2 separate regions of the Mus musculus genome follow, and region 1 is linked to region 2. Evidence: chromatin contacts called from public promoter capture Hi-C data. All regions are on one chromosome and are shown on one strand. Each heading gives the region's core, a stretch centred on a gene start, on an enhancer-like site or on the middle of the called end of the contact. The rest is flanking DNA. Distances are from core to core; before and after follow the strand shown.

Region 1 (4,365 bases), core at 1,561-4,060, 560 kb after region 2:
GGACTTCTAAAGTGCCTTACCCATGTGTCTTCTTATAGATGCTTTTATTCCAGAAGCATTAACAGAGCCTGCTGTCTGCGTCATCACAAACTGAGCTAGACTTGCATGCTGAGAGCGAAGCGGAGAAATCCACTCTACCTCTGCCCTCCTTCCCCGAAGCTTAAAGTCTGGCTTAACAGACTTTACACTTGATATGTTATAAAATCTTAATCCATGAAAAATACAAAGGCCATTCTCGAAGGTTCCTAAGGGTTATATGAAGTCCTTTTCCCTTCAGAGATAGAATGCTGTTTTACCAAGTATCCACAAAAAGGCAGGGAGGGAGAGGAAGAAAGGAAGGGGGTGGTGCGTAATAAGAACACTTGCTATACTCTTTAGAAATTCTGGAGGATTAATGTAATGCATCAGAGGACACATCAGCTAAATCACCCTTTCTTTAACTAACTGGCTATTACAGAAAAATCGATGTCATTTTATCAAGTTTTCTGCATCATTTTTGCGAAGAGAGGTACACATTTACAAGGTTAGAATGTAGTCCTCATGTGATCTCTCATAGTTTTCAAACCATCACTAAAATGCCTTAGAACTTGATTTACTTGACTATAAAATACCAAAGAATAAAATCAAAGGCTGCATACCTGGCGGCTGGCATCCTTGGGACCTAGCTGAAGTGCCCAAGCTGAGATCACATTAAATCCTTTGACAATCAAGGAGTCCGGGAATAATGAAGCCAGGTACTCTGCATTGGATTCTGGGTACTGGTTTACTCTCATGTTGTTGCTCACATCAATGAGGATTTTGCCCACAAGCAGATGTCTCAGGTCCCACAAGGAGGTGTAATGTTCTCTATGGATAGCCACGAATATTATATTTGTTTTTGTTAAAGCATCTTCATGGTGGGTGACGTCTACCACGTGAGGAAAAAATTCTGATGCAAACTTGGGATTTCTGCTTCCTATGACCACGTGGTAGCCACATCTAATAAGCCGAATGGTCAGAGACTTGGCAAAATCCCCACTTCCTATCACCCCCACGGTGACCTGCCTTGCGTCTTTGATACCATTTATGCCATTAGGCAAAAACGTCTCCAGGCTCTTAGGGCTTCCCATCATAGAGATGGATTCCATGGTAGAGACTCGTCTAAGAGCACCAGGAATGACCTAGAAGAGAGAGAGAGAAAAATGTTCATCAAAAAATAAAAAAACAAAAACAAAAAACAAAACAAAACCCCACTTCTAGACACTGTAATTATGTTCTACATCTCTAAAGACAAAATATTTCGACATGCTATGTAGCCCGAACATAGCAAGCACAATTTGTATGCTAGAGCAGATCTCAGAAATAGAACAATAAACAGAAAGGTGATCGGTCAGCTAAATGGGGCACATACAAATACCTGGGGGATCTTAAGTTGTAGCTTCTCACTCAGAGGGCCTGCAGGGAGGCTCTGGAGGCTGCATTTCTATAAGAGCACGGCAGATGCTGCTGGACAGTGGAATTGCCTATGTGTAGCGAGGAAGGCCTAGGGCAAAGAAGGAATTTCACTCAGAATGTTTGTCAAAATCAGCTCTAGCAAGCATGCGATCAACACATCAGGTGGCAAATCAGAAATGACATCAGAAGCAGAGAAAAGGACCTTGATCCCGAGAGAGGGGGGTGGGGAGAGGGAGAGAGGGAGAGGGGAGAGAGAGAGAGAGAAAAGAAAACCCATAAAAACAAATTTCCATGCAATACAACCCAAACTAGACAATCATCTGGGGGTAGAATCTGTGAGCTATCTCATATATACCTGATTAACTACAGATTTTAAAGGAGGCTAAGATAAAACAGCCAACAATAAAATTAATGCCACTATTTAAACAATATTAAAGAAAAGCAGGTATCAAAATCTAGTAAGAGCCAGCCATGGTGGCACAAACTTTTAATGCCAGCACTCAGGAGGCAGAGGCAGGTAGATCTACAAGAGTATGAGGCCAGTCAGGTCTATGTAGTGAGTTCCAAAGCCATTCAGGGTTACACAGACCCTGTGTCATAAAATAATATAAAATAAAATAAAAAGAGAAAAACAACAACCTAGTAAAGAGTCAGCTGACCACCACAGACAGTTTATCATTCTCCCTGTATCCCATAACATAGGTCCTCTATTTAAAATGGTGGCAATCTTTGGCTATTTCACTGATTTTCAGCATTACTTAGTGATCTTAATGTCTAATTTTGATTCCGTGAAGGGAGAAAATGCACCACCTTTACACCTATTACACGTCTGTTTCACGCCTTTCAAGTCAGGAAGTGTAATTATCCACTCTCCCTCGGTGCAGTTCTGGGCTCTCAGGTAGTCCTTGGCAACCTGTTCCTACAAAGCCAACCTCACAGTACACATCACATCAGTGTAGTGCTGACTACCCTGTGAATCTGCAGTTAAAGGCACCGAATGAAACCAACACTCATTCCATCTCCAAATGAAGGGTGAACAACTTACCATCTCCTTCTCTTATTCACATCACCTAAGGAGGAAAAGTGCTACTGGATTCACTCAGAAAAGCCAGGCATTCCCACCAGTACTGAGCTATTCAGTATACACTACAGCATCTCTCATGGAAGAACTACAAAACATTTAATCTAATAATCATGATAATAAGGCCTTTTCCAACTAAAAACATGAAAAGTTAATAAATTATCTGCCTCTTAAAAAAAAAAAAAAGTTTAGACGGTTCTAAACCAGAGTGTGGAGAAGTATATAAATACCTTAGAACCTAACAATGGCACCTCTCAGAAAGCCACAACTTTTATATCTATTAATGGGTAACACTTGTATAAACATGCTTGGACCTTAATCACATAGTATTCCTAATGGCAAGTTCTAACTGGACCCTAACAGTGTAGTGTGGCTAGGAATAAAAATTAGCCTAATAAATGAGACTGTTTCATATAGTCTCTCTCTCTCTCTCTCTCTCTCTCTCTCTCTCTCTCTCTCTCTGTGTGTGTGTGTGTGTGTGTGTGTGTGTAAGAGAGAGAAAGACAGATAGACAGGCAGACAGTCACACAGAGAGAGACAGAGATGTGCACGCTCAGAGAGATAATTTTTCTTTTTTCTTTTAATTGGATATTTTCTTTATTTTCATTTTTAATTGTTAACCCCTTTCCTGGTTTCCCCTCTGAAAAACACCCTCCCCCTATCCCCTCTCCCTGCTCACCAACCCATCCACTCCCGCTTCCTGGCCTTGGCATTCCCCTACACTGAGTCATAGAGCCTTCATAGGACAAAGGGCCTCTCCCCCCATTGATGTCTGACTAGGCCATCTTCTGCTGCATATGCAGCTGGAGCCATGAGTCCCACCATGTGTACTCTTTGGTTGGTGGTTTAGTCCCAGGGAGCTCTGGGGTACTGGTTAGTTCATATTGTTGTTCCTCCTATTGGGCTGCAAACCCCTTCAGCTCCTTGGGTACTTTCTCTAGCTCCTTCATTGAGGACCCGGTGCTCAGTCCCATGGATGACTGTGTGCATCCAGTTCTTTATTTGTCAGGCACTGGCAGAGCTTCTCAGGAGACAGCTATATCAGACTCCTGTTAGCAAGCTCTTGTTGGCATCCACAACAGTGTCTGGGTTTGGTGGTTGTTTATGGGATGGATCCCCAGGTGAGTCAGTCTCTGGATGGTCATTTCTTCAGTCTCTACTCCATACTTTGTCTCTGTAACTCTTTCCATTGGTGTTTTGTTCCCCCCTTCTAAGATTGATTGAAGTATCAGAGAGAGATTTTAATTTTATTACCTAGTGTGTGTGTGTGTGTTGGTCTAGGGATGACTTTGTGGAGATTGAAGTTTTTTGTTTATACTGTTTGCTTAGGGGATCAAACTCAGGTCACTAGAGTTACACAGCAAGCACTTAGCCAATTCGCTGCCTTGCCAGCCCCAGAGACCTTTCATGGATCTAAGATATAAAACATTTATTGCTGAAACCATACACCATACTTTTGTGTGTAATCTCATAGCTCATACAGTATTTTTACTCACAGTATTATCTTAAATCCTCAGGTGGGTGAGCAATATATATTATTCCTCTTCTGAGATTCTGTGGCCACCTTGAAGGCACATTTGGTTTTTAGAGAGAAGAAAAGAAAAAGGGCCAAAGAGTGTGCTCATATCCCACTGGGCTCAGCCACATTTGGACCCAAGAGCAACCCATCTCCCATAATGGATAATATCTGATGCTGAGGCAGCATCAACATCATTCATAAGTTGTTTATCCTATACTCTGAGTCTTTCCCTGACTGTCTTACAAGTGGATACAAGAGCTCTTGATGACATTTATTCAATTAGGCCAAAAAAGACACAAAAAAATACAGGATTTACACATCTCAGTTGACA
Region 2 (4,422 bases), core at 321-2,820:
TCCAGTTCCTGTCAACAGGCACACAACCTACACTGTCTATTGTCTGCTGTCTCATCTCAGTGCCAGCTCACACTAGAGCAAAGAAATTAGCCGTCTTGTTGTACACGAATCATTTGTAAGTTAACGTGCTTGAACTGTCTTTTCCTATATTTAGCTAAACTGCCCTTTAGAAAATAGTCAAGTGCATTGTTTGACACAGAATTTACCTTGAAGGCTGGACTCCTGACTTCACCAGACAATTTTCTGACCTTTGATTACATCGCTCTAATTGTTAATTATGGGCCCTACCTGTGACTGACACAGACTGGCCAAACACATCATCACTACTTTTTTATCAGAATTACTAACTCAGACACAAGGAGAAAGAGGTCAAGGACAGCCCCCTCTCACACACCCAATTGACTTTTCTCCCTGATGTTGTCAGTTCAATGGTCAATAGGTTTGGGGAAAGCTGATGAAGCAAATATAATCAGAATGTCACAGTATCTCCCAAGCAGACATCATGGCTGCTCTGTTTGTTAAGATCTCATTAGGGTCTGGTACAATCAATCAAATCCTGGGACGACTAAATAAGAGTGGGTTCCTTACTTAACTAGAATGAAGATAAGCAAAACCTGAATGGCGAAATCCAGTTTTGAATTCTGCCAATATTTAGTATCATCCTGTATATCTATAGAGGTAGAGATTTATTCTAAGTCACCTTTAAAAGGCTAGCTTCACTCTGGCCTATCTACAGTTTAGATGATTTCACAAAGATCATAAATGGAAGATCTGTTGGTATGTCAGCTGCAGTTCACCTCACATCCCTAGCTGTAACTGGGTAATAAAGTTATTCTAGTGCTTACATATGAGATGGAACAGGGGTACTATATTCTACCCTGGATGCCTGATGTATGCTGAAAAAATTGCTGTGCTTTGAGAGTTCATTTTTTTAATCTTTTTTCATTAGATATTTTCTTTATTTACATTGCAAATGTTATCCCCATTCCTGGTTTCCCTTCTGAAAACCCCCTATCCCTCCTCCCCCTGCTGCCCAACCCACCCACTCTCGCTTCCTGGCCCTGGCATTCCCCTACACCGGGGCATCGAGCCTTCACAGGACCAAGGGTCTCTCCTCCCATTGATGACTGACAAGGCCATCCTCTGCTAGCAAGAAAAAGGACCCAAGGAACTGAAGGGGTTTGCAGCCCCATAGGAGGAACAACAATATGAACCAACCAGTACCCCCCCAGAACCACCAACCGAAGAGTACACAGGGAGGGACCCATGGCTCCAGCCACATATGTAGCAATTAATTAATTTTTGAGATAGGGTTTTACTATAAAGTGCTGACTGCCTGGAACTCATGGAGATTTCTGCCTATGACTCCTGAGTGCTGAAACTAAAAGTGTGCACTACTACCAGCCTGTTCTGTGAATCTTGTTATGAAACAGGACCTCTTTGCCATTACAAAAGGTTAGACACACATTACTTTGGGGGTCTTGTGCAGTCAAATCATGATATGTGACTTCAGTTCTGCCAACTAAACAAACAAAACTGGCTTATTGGATATGAACAACCCAAATAAGCAAGGAGGCTGCAGAGGTTAATTTGACATTTTGACAACATTAGCAAACAGTAACATCTGTTAACCTAGGGAAGTCATACAAGCAAGTGAGAGGTGAAACCTTCTTTTAAATGCTTCTGATGGCCTCGAGTATTCAGGGGACACTCCCTGCCATGGTTCCTGCTCTGGTTCTGGCTGCCCAGCATCACCTGATCTTTCTTGTTTTAAAGTATAATAAGCAGGGCTGTCAGGCACAATACCTACTACAAGATGTCCTGATTAAATCAGCCAGAGAGTTTCTGCTTTGCAATAGGGAACTCTGACTTGCACATTCATTTTGAACAAAAAGATTCATTAATTCCTTGGACACGACTATGTATCCATAGCCAGCCCGTTGATGAAGCTGCTCTGAGTGATAAAGCATCAGATTTGCTCTGTAACTTCTACTTAGAACATTTATTTGGAAGAAAAAGTTTAAATGTAGGAAATATTGTTGGAATGTAAATCAACTAGGCAAACAATGTTCTACACTGGAATGATGAGCCAGGATTGTTTGTTTAGTTGGCAGAGCTGAAGCCACATGTCATGTTTTGGCTGCACAAGACCCCCAAGTAATATATGTGTGGTGTTTCATAAGGCAAACTCTCTTAAATGTGAGTTAAAGTGATAAAAATTTTGTCTCCTCTTCCCACTTCTCTATATTTCCTGTCTGCCTCTGTCTCTCTCTCTGTCTTACTCTGTCTCTCTCTGTCTCTCTCTCTGTCTTTCTCTGTCTCTCTCTATCTCTCTCTCTGCCTTTCTGTATTTCTCTGTCTCTGCCTCTCTCTGTCTCTCTCTCTGCCTTTCTGTATTTCTCTGTCTCTGCCTCTCTCTGTCTCTCTGTTTGACTTTCTGTGTCTCTCTGTCTCTCTGTGACTCTCTCTCTGTGCCTCTCTCTGTGTCTCTCTCTGTCTCTCTCTGTCTCTGTCTCTGTCTCTCTCTCTGTCTCTCTCTCTCTGTCTGTCTCTCTCTCTCTCTCTCTCTCTCTCTCTCTCTCTCTCTCTCTCTCTCTCTCTCTCTCTCTCTCTCTCTCTCTCTCTCGCCCAGGGGGCCAGTGTATACAAAAACATTTAATGAGATCTCTAATATACCAGATACCCTTGCATGCCCTAGATGGGGAGGGAGTCACTGTTCTTTTTATGTCTCTATCTCTGTCTCTCTCTGTCTCTCAGGGGGCCAATGTGTATACAAAAATATTTAATGAGATTTCTAATATACCAGACACTGTGGCATGCACTAGATAGGGAGGGAATCACTACCCTTGTTAAACTTGGCTCATTTAGAAATCAGGACAATTGTCCTACAGGGATGGGCCCTCAGCACAGTGCCTCTGCCACTGATGAGGGGAATGTCACAGTGTTCAATTCATACATCTGTCTTCTACAGTCTACACTAATTTATATGGAGCCCTGGTTAGAGATGAATGCATGAAGAACCAAACCAACACTTAAGATGTTAGACCAACAAACATCATAATTTCACAAATTAATGGACATTTCTGAGTGTGTTTTATAAAATTTGCATAACTGTGAAAATGCATTATGTTGATTTTGGTGATCTTTCAATCATGTATGATATGATTTTTGGCCATATTGTCTTAGGATAGAGCATAGCAGAATTAATAAGACAACTACCTCTATTCCTATTGTGATTAGTTATAGTCTTTTGGTTTTCCTTCTTTCACTGACAGTTTTTGAGCAGTAATTCATATACTAGCATTTGTATACAATTTAAACACATGTTTTTGAGGGCTCAGGACATGAGTGCACATAACCATGCTACCATCACCACAAACAAGGCAACAAAGGGAGTAGCCATGGCCATCTCCTACATCCTCACAGCCTTTTGTTTATATTCATTTGTTCATGGTTTTGGTGAAAAGAATAGTCTATGTACTATCTGGTCTCTTAACTGTTCATGCATAATATTGTATTGATAACTTTAGGCAACATGTAGTTAATTGCTAAAACCTATGTATCTTGCAAAATTGAAATTTGGTCCATATCTGGTAAGCTCATTCAATTTTTTCGAGTTAGTTTGGTTGGTTGGCTAGTCAGTTAACTAAGTAGTTAATTAGTTTTGGTAGGATCTCACTAAGTGGCCTTAGCTGTCGTGGAATTCTCTGTGTAGAGCTGGTGACTTTGAACTAATAGATCTCTGCCTGCTTCTGCTCCCTGAGTGCTGACATTAGAGGCTTGCGCCACCATGCCCACACTGCTTCTTCTTGTACATCATTATTACTAAACACACAATGAAAATGATGCTCAAGATTTCTTGCTCTTTTACGATTTAAAGCAATACACAATAGTTATGAAATTAGGGGCAAAATACATTTTTATAATCATATTAAGACTTTACTATGCCTTACATTTTTCATCATACTATTAAACACAGCAACGTAGCACTCATTTGATTTTATCAATATACTTTGTTGTTTTTATCAACAAATTCATTGCTTAAGCTTTCTGTTTAAGTAGAAGAACATTTTTTACTAGCACTGTTGCAACTGAATGTTCTAAATGGTATCATATTTCTCTTTCAAGTCTTAAAACCATACATGAAATACAGAGAGCTATACCTTCATATTAGGTCATTACAGAAGCACCTTCCTTTTCAAACCTGCTAAGCCTTTGCCTGGTCAAAGGTAACCCTGCACACCTCTCATCTGAAGGCACTGCTGGAGCCATGCTTCTCAGGGGCTCATGAGCTCTGCCACTGAGACACAGCCACCTGGGGCGCCATGGCCAAGTCCTCGCTTTGAAGCTTCCAGCTCATGACATCCACATGCTGTGAAAGTGGGAAAGAAACTCAGTTTCATAAAGTTTTAGGAACCTTTC

The links. Capture Hi-C pulls out chosen DNA fragments and counts their contacts.
Region 1: a contact with region 2 is called in a promoter capture Hi-C map of pancreatic islet. The contact joins two enhancer-like sites. A contact is called at or near these places in 1 of 39 promoter capture datasets (pre-B cells), 1 of 115 datasets of contacts at active chromatin or transcription factors (bone marrow-derived macrophages) and 2 of 9 other capture datasets (liver and pancreatic islet).

What each region holds. Positions count from the first base shown.
Region 1 is chr5:5,681,896-5,686,260 of GRCm38.p6, forward strand. It overlaps Steap2 (six transmembrane epithelial antigen of prostate 2), which reads right to left. Exons shown (of 6, transcript NM_001103156.2): 2 at 1,397-1,522; 3 at 639-1,160. The coding sequence starts at 1,127. All of the region lies in intron 1 of Gm40262 (a long non-coding RNA gene), which reads left to right. Among named protein-coding and RNA genes, the nearest start is that of Steap2, 10 kb to the right of the region's middle. Within about 2 kb of position 2,811, at least 24 of the 459 cell types and tissues checked have an H3K27ac peak or open chromatin away from gene starts, as enhancers often do. A contact at or near this core is called in pancreatic islet, where this site is marked.
Region 2 is chr5:5,126,926-5,131,347 of GRCm38.p6, forward strand. All of the region lies in intron 6 of Cdk14 (cyclin-dependent kinase 14), which reads right to left. Among named protein-coding and RNA genes, the nearest start is that of Gm30151, 240 kb to the right of the region's middle. Within about 2 kb of position 1,571, at least 5 of the 459 cell types and tissues checked have an H3K27ac peak or open chromatin away from gene starts, as enhancers often do. A contact at or near this core is called in pancreatic islet, where this site is marked.